Linked DNA regions of Mus musculus: all the other regions are linked to region 3. Evidence: chromatin contacts called from public HiChIP or PLAC-seq and promoter capture Hi-C data. All regions are on one chromosome and are shown on one strand. The core of a region is the stretch at or near the end of the contact, and the rest is flanking DNA. Distances in the headings are between cores, read along the strand shown. Region 1 holds the start of Hook1 (hook microtubule tethering protein 1). Region 2 holds the start of E130114P18Rik (RIKEN cDNA E130114P18 gene). Region 3 holds the start of Cyp2j9 (cytochrome P450, family 2, subfamily j, polypeptide 9).

What was found. Promoter capture Hi-C pulls out the DNA fragments that hold promoters and counts their contacts. HiChIP or PLAC-seq counts read pairs in DNA pulled down with a chosen protein or histone mark.
Region 1: an H3K27ac HiChIP or PLAC-seq map of large pre-B cells shows a contact between it and region 3, with 3 times the contacts expected there. The contact joins the promoter of Hook1 here to the promoter of Cyp2j9 in region 3.
Region 2: a promoter capture Hi-C map of hippocampal neurons shows a contact between it and region 3, with 3 times the contacts expected there. The contact joins the promoter of E130114P18Rik here to the promoter of Cyp2j9 in region 3. A contact is called at or near these places in 2 of 39 promoter capture datasets (hippocampal neurons and pre-B cells) and 1 of 115 datasets of contacts at active chromatin or transcription factors (astrocytes).

What each region holds. Positions count from the first base shown.
Region 1 is chr4:95,965,582-95,968,725 of GRCm38.p6, reverse strand. It overlaps Hook1 (hook microtubule tethering protein 1), which reads right to left and starts at 1,347. Exons shown (of 22, transcript NM_030014.2): 1 at 1,170-1,347. The coding sequence starts at 1,232. 9530080O11Rik (RIKEN cDNA 9530080O11 gene) reads left to right here and starts at 1,071. Exons shown (of 2, transcript NR_045776.1): 1 at 1,071-1,602.
Region 2 is chr4:97,583,049-97,585,936 of GRCm38.p6, reverse strand. It overlaps E130114P18Rik (RIKEN cDNA E130114P18 gene), which reads left to right and starts at 1,346. Exons shown (of 3, transcript NR_015513.2): 1 at 1,346-1,389. It also overlaps a transcript of Nfia not described here.
Region 3 is chr4:96,589,911-96,593,166 of GRCm38.p6, reverse strand. It overlaps Cyp2j9 (cytochrome P450, family 2, subfamily j, polypeptide 9), which reads left to right and starts at 1,682. Exons shown (of 9, transcript NM_028979.2): 1 at 1,682-2,031. The coding sequence starts at 1,822.

The DNA of each region.
Region 1 (3,144 bases), core at 98-2,597, 620 kb after region 3:
TCTCTAGATCTTGGGGAACTTTGCCTTTCATTGTAATGATACACAACTCTGCTAGTTAAACTAATTCCTGTGAGGCCAGCACAAAGTAGGAAGTCAAAATACTGCTTTAAGAAAGGATATGGTCATAGCACTTGGAAATATTGCAGTATAGTTTAAGAAACTCTTGAACTCCATGTGACCTCATAGGGAAGTCAGTGACATCATAAAGAACCCAGTTTACCATCTCAGTCAGATGATCAGAGCACAAAATTGCAGACCTGAATACACCCTATGATTAGACATTTGTTTTTAAACAAATGGGATCATTAAAGTAATACTGCCTTCTTTCCTAACAATCTTAAATACAATATCTAAACCTAAATAGTAATTTAAATAAACATGCAGGTCTACAGTGAGCTAAACGCTTTAACCCTGAGATCCTAACTACATTCTACTTAAAACATGTTATCAAAGTCTAAAGTGCAAAAGTGACTACAAATTTCAAACACTCATAGAGATCTTCCCTATTTGTCCTTTGGATTTGCTAGTATTAGAAGATGGCCAGTCAATCTCTTGGAGGATGTAATCCTCCTGATCCAGTCTACTTACATTCCAATCAGACTCTCTTCACAATTATACAACTGAGTTGAGCCATCAGCGCTATCAACACCCAACTGTAGGGCATCAAACACTATCCTAGCACAATAAAGGCCTAGAAATCACACCTGGACGGCAGTTCTGTCATATCTAGGAAATTCCAACAGGTTAGAAACCATTTGGCTCACCGGAATACTGGGAAAAAATGAGGACTGAGGCAATCTGCGCTAAAAAAATCCTGCACATGGATCAAGCGTAAACAAAAAAAGCCAATTCTTTTTTACTTTAAAAAAAGAAAGGTATTAAGATGGGAAGGGGAGGAAGAGGGGGAAAAAATGAAAAAGAGCTCCCACATCAAAGGTAATTTGGCCATCTCTCTCAGCTGTGTCTACACCGCCATGGGTGCTGTGTGGGCCCAAAAGGACAGCAATCTGGGAACCGAGGCTGCCAGCGCCTCCTGGTCACCTGTGCGAGGCGGAGCTCTCAGAGGCTGGGACGGAAGGGTTGCGGAGGAGGTGTACGTGGCAGCCGGAGGCTCCGTGCTCCGCTCGCCCCGCAGGTGGCCTCGCTGGCAAGCGTGGAACTACACTCACCCAGATGATGAGGCTGTCACACAGCGGCAGCTCGGACTGTGGCAGCGGCTGCGGGTCCTCCATGGTCCGAGAACCTCGACGCCGCGCTCACAGCGACGGACGCGCCTCCGACCGGGCCCGCGTCAACGACCTCCGCGCCCGCCACTGGAGCTCGGCGGCCAGGCCTGGCGCCCGCGCCACTCACGCGCGAAGCCTCACGGCGCAGACGTCGCGGCGCGACCGCCCCCTCGCCCACCGCGTCTGTCCCGCGTCCCGGCACCTGAGCCGGCCCCGCCCGCCGATCGCACACCGCACGCTGAGTGACCTCTGCGAGCACCAGTCACAAAGAAGCTGGGCACCAGCGAGGCCGGCAGGGCGGGAGGAGCGGGAATAGGTCGCACAGGAGGGCTGCTGATTGGACGCGCTCCAGAGACTCTTGGCCAATCAAGGAGGGGTAAGCCCGGACCGCCAGGCGAAGCGGGTGTGGGTGGGCGGAGGTTTATGACCTGGCAGGTGCAATGAGGGCGGGGCTGGGGGTAGGAAGGAGAGCGCGCCTGCGCGAGCTAGAGTGGCCAAAGGTAGTGGAGGGCTCAGAGGCCAACCTTCCATTTCTCCTGGTTAGCACTAGTACAGACCCACTCTCAGCCTCCAGCCTCTTCTCATTCCCCACCACAGTGCTCAGGAATTGAAACCCCCAAAGCAAGAGGAACCACGTGACCAAGAAACGTGTTTCCTAAGGAAAAAACAGACCTCCATGCTGCCTAAGTCAAAGAAGCCCTCACAGAATCACAGGTTGTGGCTGATTTCATTTTAAATGGGGCAAAGGGGAAGGCCGTTTTTAGATAGCAAAATTAAATAGTGTTCAAAAAGCATAGGCTGTATCTGTGTACCCTACCTGCTCGTTTCTATGTTAAAAAATAATAATAATGATGTGTCCACTGAGGATGTTGGTGGCATGGTCCATAAAATCTGGAAAGTGGCAATCCAACATGATAAATTGTGTCATTATTGGAAGGGGCTACAATATTATTCTAACTCTTGGTTCTCACCACTTCACTCATTCATTAATCCATCAATTCATACTCTGTATTAAGAGGCAGCTGGTTCGCTTAACTCTCTGTGATTTTTATATTTAAACGTTGAGCAAAACTGTTGGACAATAAATTATAAACCCCCTGTTATAAATCAGTTTCATTTTAAAAATACAGTGAGGGCATTTTCGACGCAACCTCACAATTTTGCTAAAGTGTATTCTAGACACAATAAATACTAATGAAACTTCATGAAAACTATAGGCCTAAAGAATTGAAGAGTCGGTATTGTGACTCTCTCCCAACCCCCGCCCTCCCCCCCCCCCACCACCACCCGCGTTGCTCTCAATGTTACGGGTAGAGACCACAGCCTCTACATTTCTAAAGATATCTCTGGCTAAAATATAAGCACATATTATGAAAATAATGTAAGTTGGGAATTGTAAACTTTGCAATGTGAATTACTATAACCACACACTCTTTAAAGCACGTTTATCACTGAGACCCACAGATAAGTGACCTACTAAAATTTCAATTCTTTCCAATTTGAAAAGTTAGAAAATCACATTACTGAAAAACAGCAAAAAAAAAAAAAAAAAGACTAATTCTGACAAGTGTGAAATGAATATAAATCTAAAGCAAAAATTCAAGGGAAGTTTGGCATATTTATTGGGAAAATTTAAAGATACATTTTTATTTTTATTCCTGTGTGTCTGCAACATGTGTGCAGGTTCCCTTGAAGGCCAGAAGAGGGCATCAAATCCTTTGGAGCTGGACTTACAGGCAGTTTTGTGTAGCCTACTTTAGGGACTAGGAACAGAACTCTGGTCCTTTGTAAGAATAGCAGTCCCCTTAACTTTGAGCCATCTCTCCAACTCCAAAGAACTTTACATTAACCATATTATCTAAACCCATAATTCCATTTTTGGAATAATTCTATACTTCCATTTGTGAAATCATCACAA
Region 2 (2,888 bases), core at 97-2,596, 990 kb before region 3:
ACAAGTTTGAGTTGTAAACAATTGGGTTAAACAACAATTATTGACTGAAAAATAATGTATTAATTTCTAAAAAGAAAAATTTGTCACAAAATAAGTGGTTGGGAATTTGACCTGAGTAACAGCTGGTTGCAGCATCACCCAGGACTTTTTTTTTTTTTTTTTGCTTTAGACATCATAAATCTTAAATTTGAATGATAGAAGAAAGACACGTGTATTTTTGAAATTCACAGACAAATTTTCCCATAATCAACCCTGTCCCCTTGTCGCTAACTTAGTGTGACCAGGAGAAGAATTATTCTGCCTTCGTTTTGAAGCTGTATGGGGAGAATGGAGGTGTTCTAAGAGAGGAGAGTCCCTTCTGGAGCATACGTATGCGTTTGAGGCATTTCAGATTCATTTGGAGCGAAGAAAAATTTTGCAAGTACTCTCTTTAGTTTTCTGTCGGAAAGTTTCAACTAGAGATGTCACAACACAGTGAGATGAAGTTGATACGCAATATCTATTTCTTGATTTACATGATTAAAGCATTAGAGAAGTGGCTCAGATATCAAAAGATTTCTCATAAGTGGCCGTGCCAAAGGTAATTACTGTTAGAATGTGCATGCTTGAACCCAGTTGCCTGTCAACCTCTCAGTTGTTTACAACTTGGTGGCTTTGAATAAAAGTTTTCATTACACGCTGGGGTAGCCCATGCACCTTCTTCTTTTTTTTTTTTTTTTCACCACTTTCATATAAAAACTATCTTTCTAATTTCTTATCTCCAATAGCCTTCGGGAAAGTGTTAACTTTTAATTTTAAGAAGTGATGCTGGAGATGTCCCATGTCAGTATTTTTCATCATAAAATAGCTGTTTTTTTTTTTTAAAGTGGAAGTAGTCTTTTAAAGACAATGCTAAAACTTATACCCATAAGAAATGTTGGTTACGTCATGCAAATGCTTTCCAGCTAGTTATTAGAAAGGGCACAAAACTCCACTGTAAGCCAGGGCAGTTATGGGGGGAGGGGAGGAAAAGGAAGGGGGAGAGGGCTTGTTATTCTTAATCTTTTATTGACTGGTTTCTTTTATCCTAGTGTGTCCTTATTATTTAGAAAAAAAAAATTAAAAAGTGACCCAGAGCTCCACCCATTTGCACCTAAATCCTGGAATAGGTGATGACCTCGTACAACCTGGCTCAGCACATGCCCCCAAACTAAAACAAACAAACTCATTTGCCATACAAATTGTTTACGATTCATTAAAAAGCAAAATTGCATATCCCGGAGCTGGCAGCTGAGGCCGAGTCTCCATGGGCGGAGGGGGCATTCACTGAGTTGCCTTTGTATGCCGGGAGGACCAAGCCGGAGGTTCCCACTATGAGCCTGGAGTCTGAGCAGCCAGATGACACAGGAGGTAATTTTTAAAGCTTTATTTGCCTTTAATGTGAAATTCAGATCTTGAACTGTCTTTTGCTAGAGGAACGATGTAAACCAGGAGTTTTCTTTTCCTTTTTTTTCACTTTGGAAAAATTGTTTGGGCTAGTAAGGTGGCGATCTTGTGGGTGAAGGAGTGAGGGCTATTCAAGGAGAGAGAACTAAAGAAATAAAATGTAAAATTTGTATTCTTTTCATTAGTTGTTTCATCCTTCAGAAAAGCTTTTCCTTAGTTTGCCACCAAAACTGGAAAATTTACATCAGAATTATTTGTAACTGGTAGGTCTAAAATTCTATGGTGTGCAATTGCCCTTAAGGGAACTAAAATTTTGATTTATTTCCTGTGGTATTTCCTACATCTTCTCTAAAGAGCTTGTAGATTTCTCACCCCTTATTCAAAGCAAAAATCAAGAGGCACTGAAGTCCCGAGAAACTTCTTTTCAGTATGCAGCCTAAACAGCAGCGTGTGAGCTTTCTGTATTGTTTATCTTGAGTCAAATGCATTGCTAAGTGTTCCCACCACTTTTATACACTATATTCCCTGTGGTAAAACATCTGCAAAATAATTTTAGATGAAGAGCAACTTCCAAGTAAACTTTACAGAAAAGAAATTACAGTTTTCCAAACTAGGAAAGAGAGAGAGAGAAAGAACGCGCTTGCTCTAGAGAAGCCTTTGGTGATATTTGCAAGAAATAAAAAAGATGACAGGATTTACCATTAACAGTCTATAAAATCTAGGACCGCCTAAGTACAGTAAGGGAAAAGAATGTTTTTCCCGAGAGCAGGTCCCCCCCCCCTTTTTTTCAAGCTTACAACTTAGCGTAGAAAATAATTGCCAATCTAATCAGTAAATTCATTTGTAGTGCTTAACAAGCTGTGTGAATCGAAGCAATATGACCATCTCATACAAGCAAACCTTGTTCTTGCTGGCAGAAAGTCTAATGGGAAAATAAATGCCTTGAATACGCTCAGGGTCGTAAGAGATAGAGGACTGCGAATCTCATTAGCCAAAAGCGCTCTGTGATACTGTTCTGTAGCCACTGGTAAAGTTTCAGACGTCTAGGTAAGAAATTACGAGAGAAAATAGACAAGTACACACATACCCACAACTACTTTTACTCAAGTCCTTGGAATGGACATACTGAGTCCCAGGCAGCAGCCGAATAGAATCCTGCAGTAGCTCACTTTTAAAAGTCTCAGTCTTCCGAATTCCTACGCCTTGCCAAAAGGATAGCACCATTTGTCCAGGAAGGGAGAGTGCTTTTTTCTGTAGATCGTACAGTGAACCATGCCCTGTTTTGAAATCCCAGTCCTCAGACTCCCCCTACAACATCACACACACTCTCCTTTTCTTAAACTGATATCTATGTGAAACGAGCTGAAGTTCACGGTCCAGTTAGGAACGGATAATACATTCATTGTCCTGGAAGCAAACTTTTTTTTTTTCTCACTCCCTGGATGAATTCACGCTTGCTGTAA
Region 3 (3,256 bases), core at 433-2,932:
AAATGGTGAACACCAGGAGAGCAAGGACCTCTCTGAATCCCCTAAGATAAGTACCTAAGAGCGAGCAGAGATTCTGCAGCAGCAAGCCCGGGGCTTCCATGGGTCTGGGTTAGGGCCTCTGGACATGGATTTCAGCTATTAGCTTTGTATTTTTTATGGGACTCTTGAGTGAAAGAATGAGTGGGTCTCTGGCTCTTGTGTCTGCTTTGGGGACTCTTTTCCTACTGTTGGGTTGCAGTGTTCAACTTTGATACCGTAGGTTTTGTCTTGTTTTGTTATCTCTTAGAAACCTGTTCTTTCCTGAGAGACAAAGAGTAGATTCACAGGGAAGGGCCTGTTGGGAGAAACTGAGAAGAAGAGAGGAAGGAGAAATTATCATCTGGGCATAGTGTATGAGAAAATAATCTGTTTTCAACAAAAGAAAAAAATCAAAAGAGGATTGAAAGAATACAAACAAGCTAAGCTTTGTTAAGTTTCTCTTCTTATTCCTCTGTCTCCCTCTTAAGATCTTGGAGAGTTAGAAACTTCAATTTATCTTTTTTAATCAATAAAAAGTTTGTAAGCAGACTGTATATCTATATGTTTAGTGCCTATGCATGTCTAGCCTGATATGTGGCTTAAGGGTCTCCTATATGTGGCACAGGGTGGAAAGTTCCATGCTGGAGACCAAATGTGCTTGGAGATTCTCATGGAAGAGCCGAGAGAGAACAAGCTGGAGATCTTTATGGAAAATGAAACAAACCAGATGCAGAAAGGCGAAGACAGCTTGTTTTCTGCGGTACTAGCCTAGATTAAACTGTGTTTGAGTAAATGGGGTCAGGGTCTGGGACTAGAAATGGAACCATGGAAGGAAAGGAGCAAATCTTTAGGAAGGTACACTGCCAAAATGCAGAAGGGGATAATCTGGGGAAGAGCAGGACCTACAACAGTAGTGTAGGGAATGAGTGGAAAGTGCCAAATATATGCATAAATATTTGTGAAAAAACATGGACATGAAAGTGCCCGTTAATCAAATTCACTAAATTATATACTAACCCTAAAAGTTAATAGGGAGGGAGGGAGAGTGCAAAGTGATGATGGAAAGGCTTCTTAGCATGGTCAAGGGCTGCGGTGTTCAGTTCTCTAACACTACAAAAGGGGGTAGGGGAGAATCAAGACCAGGGTGTTCTTTCTGTGAAGAATCTGTGGATTCACTTAATTCACTGTGAATAGCACTCAAAGCTGGTGAGCTCTTATAAAGAGGCCAGAGCGCTCCCTGGCGTGCAGCCCAGAAACATGGGCTGATACTGTTCCTGTTTCAGAAAATTGCAATCAGTGGTGAAAGGTTGTTTATAAAACGGGAGATCAGATGCACATGATACTCTCTGGGTTGCATGCAAATCACAAGCCTAGAACCAGAGAAATACTTTGTTTATGAGCAAGGTTCTTAGCTAGTCCATACATGCTCAAGTGGCTTCCCCACCCCCAAAGGAATAGTCTCCAAAGGCTAAGACTTGGAACTTGGAGAGGGGCGTGACGGAGAGTCTTGAGGCGGGGCCAAGGGGATGTTTGGGTCCTTAGGAAGACTGGGTAAAAGTGAAAGAGCTCTGGAGACAAAGCTCTGTTAAGACTTAGGGAAGCAGATAAACAAGGCGGGCCAAAGTTGCTGAAGTGAATAGAGCAGGGAGGAGGAGTCTGCAGGCGACAGATTGGAGGGGCCCTGTAGCGATTTGGGGGTTTAAACCACAGGCCTGGTTCATTCTGGGAACTACAGGCAGTGTCCTTGGGGAACTGCCTCAGTTCAGATTCTCATTCCTCCAAGAGCCTGCTCTGATATCAGCCATGCTTGCGGCAGCCGGCTCCCTAGTGGCTGCCATTTGGGCTGCGCTCCATCTCCGGATTTTGCTGCTGTCTGCTGTCACCTTTCTGTTCCTGGCTGATTTCCTCAAAAACCGTCGCCCCAAGAACTACCCGCCAGGGCCAATGCGCCTTCCTTTCGTGGGTTGCTTGTTCCATTTGGACCCCAAGCAGCCCCACCTATCCCTTCAGCAGGTAGGAAGAGGCAACACTGCCTGGCTGCATCCTGAAACTGTATATTGCCATCAGGAACTCGAGGATGTAGCCGAAGGCTGTTGCTGACAGCCCACTAACCCAGAGATAAGGTCTTACAGGTTACAAACAGTTGTAGATTTTCTTGATATCTGTCGATGAAAGATTCCCAGAGTGATTTTATGGCCAGAAAACTTACTGTCTCTGATTTTAAAGTCTTTTAAGTATGTCAAGGTAGATTTGATGACGTAATAATTTATCCTCATAAACACGTTATGTTGGAGTAAGAAATAGGATGTCCCAGATGTTGGTTACACTACCTATCCAGTTTTGTTTTGTTTTGTTTTGAAAGTGTGTTCTCCTCTTGACCTGTGTACATATCAGTTCTCTGATTTGTCTTATTGAGCCTAGTTTGGTCCTTTTGCATCTTTGATGACTGCTCACCTACTGACTTTATCTAATCCAGAGAAAGATGCACTGAAGTTTCCAGCTCCACTAAAAGTCTGCCTGTTTTCCCACTGAGTTGTTGTAGCTCTCCCGCTTGTCCTGGAAAAATGGTTATGAGTACATAGTACCTGTATAGGACTGGAAGGTCTTTCTGCTCTATGACCCTCTTCCCACGTGATATTTCTTATCTACAGTAATTTTCTCTGTTTAGATAGTGAATACTCTGCCATGTGTGACCATCCCTGTCACTTTCCAGTATTTGTGAAGATTGGCTATGTCTGATTATTTATTGCTAATTTGAGGATTTAAACCCATATTTTTCCTTCTGTTCTCCCACCCATTTTTTTTTTAAATTCTGAGTTCTCTGTGTGTTTTTTAGACACTTTCCAAATACTTGCCTCTCTATTCCTCTTTGCTCTTTTCTTATATCTCCTGGATATCCTTGTATCATCCTCCCAGCAGCTGCTCAGTGTTTGTTATTCATTGCTCACATTCGACTGACTTTGTTAACACTATTTTTTCAGGGGAAGCAAAACAACTACAAAACTAGAGGACCCTATCCTCTCTCTATGGCCCAGCTGCCTAAGGTGTTTCCTCCACACACACTAAGAACTACACCAGACACTAACCTGCTCTTCAGTGTCCTGTGCAGCTGGAACTTAAAGGCGGAAAAGCCTCTTGTCTTTGCTCCTTACTCCTCTCCCATAGATTCATTGTTGTTTTGGTTTGTTTTGTTTTTGTTGTTGTTGTTGTTTGTTTTGGGTTTTTCGGTTTTTTTTTT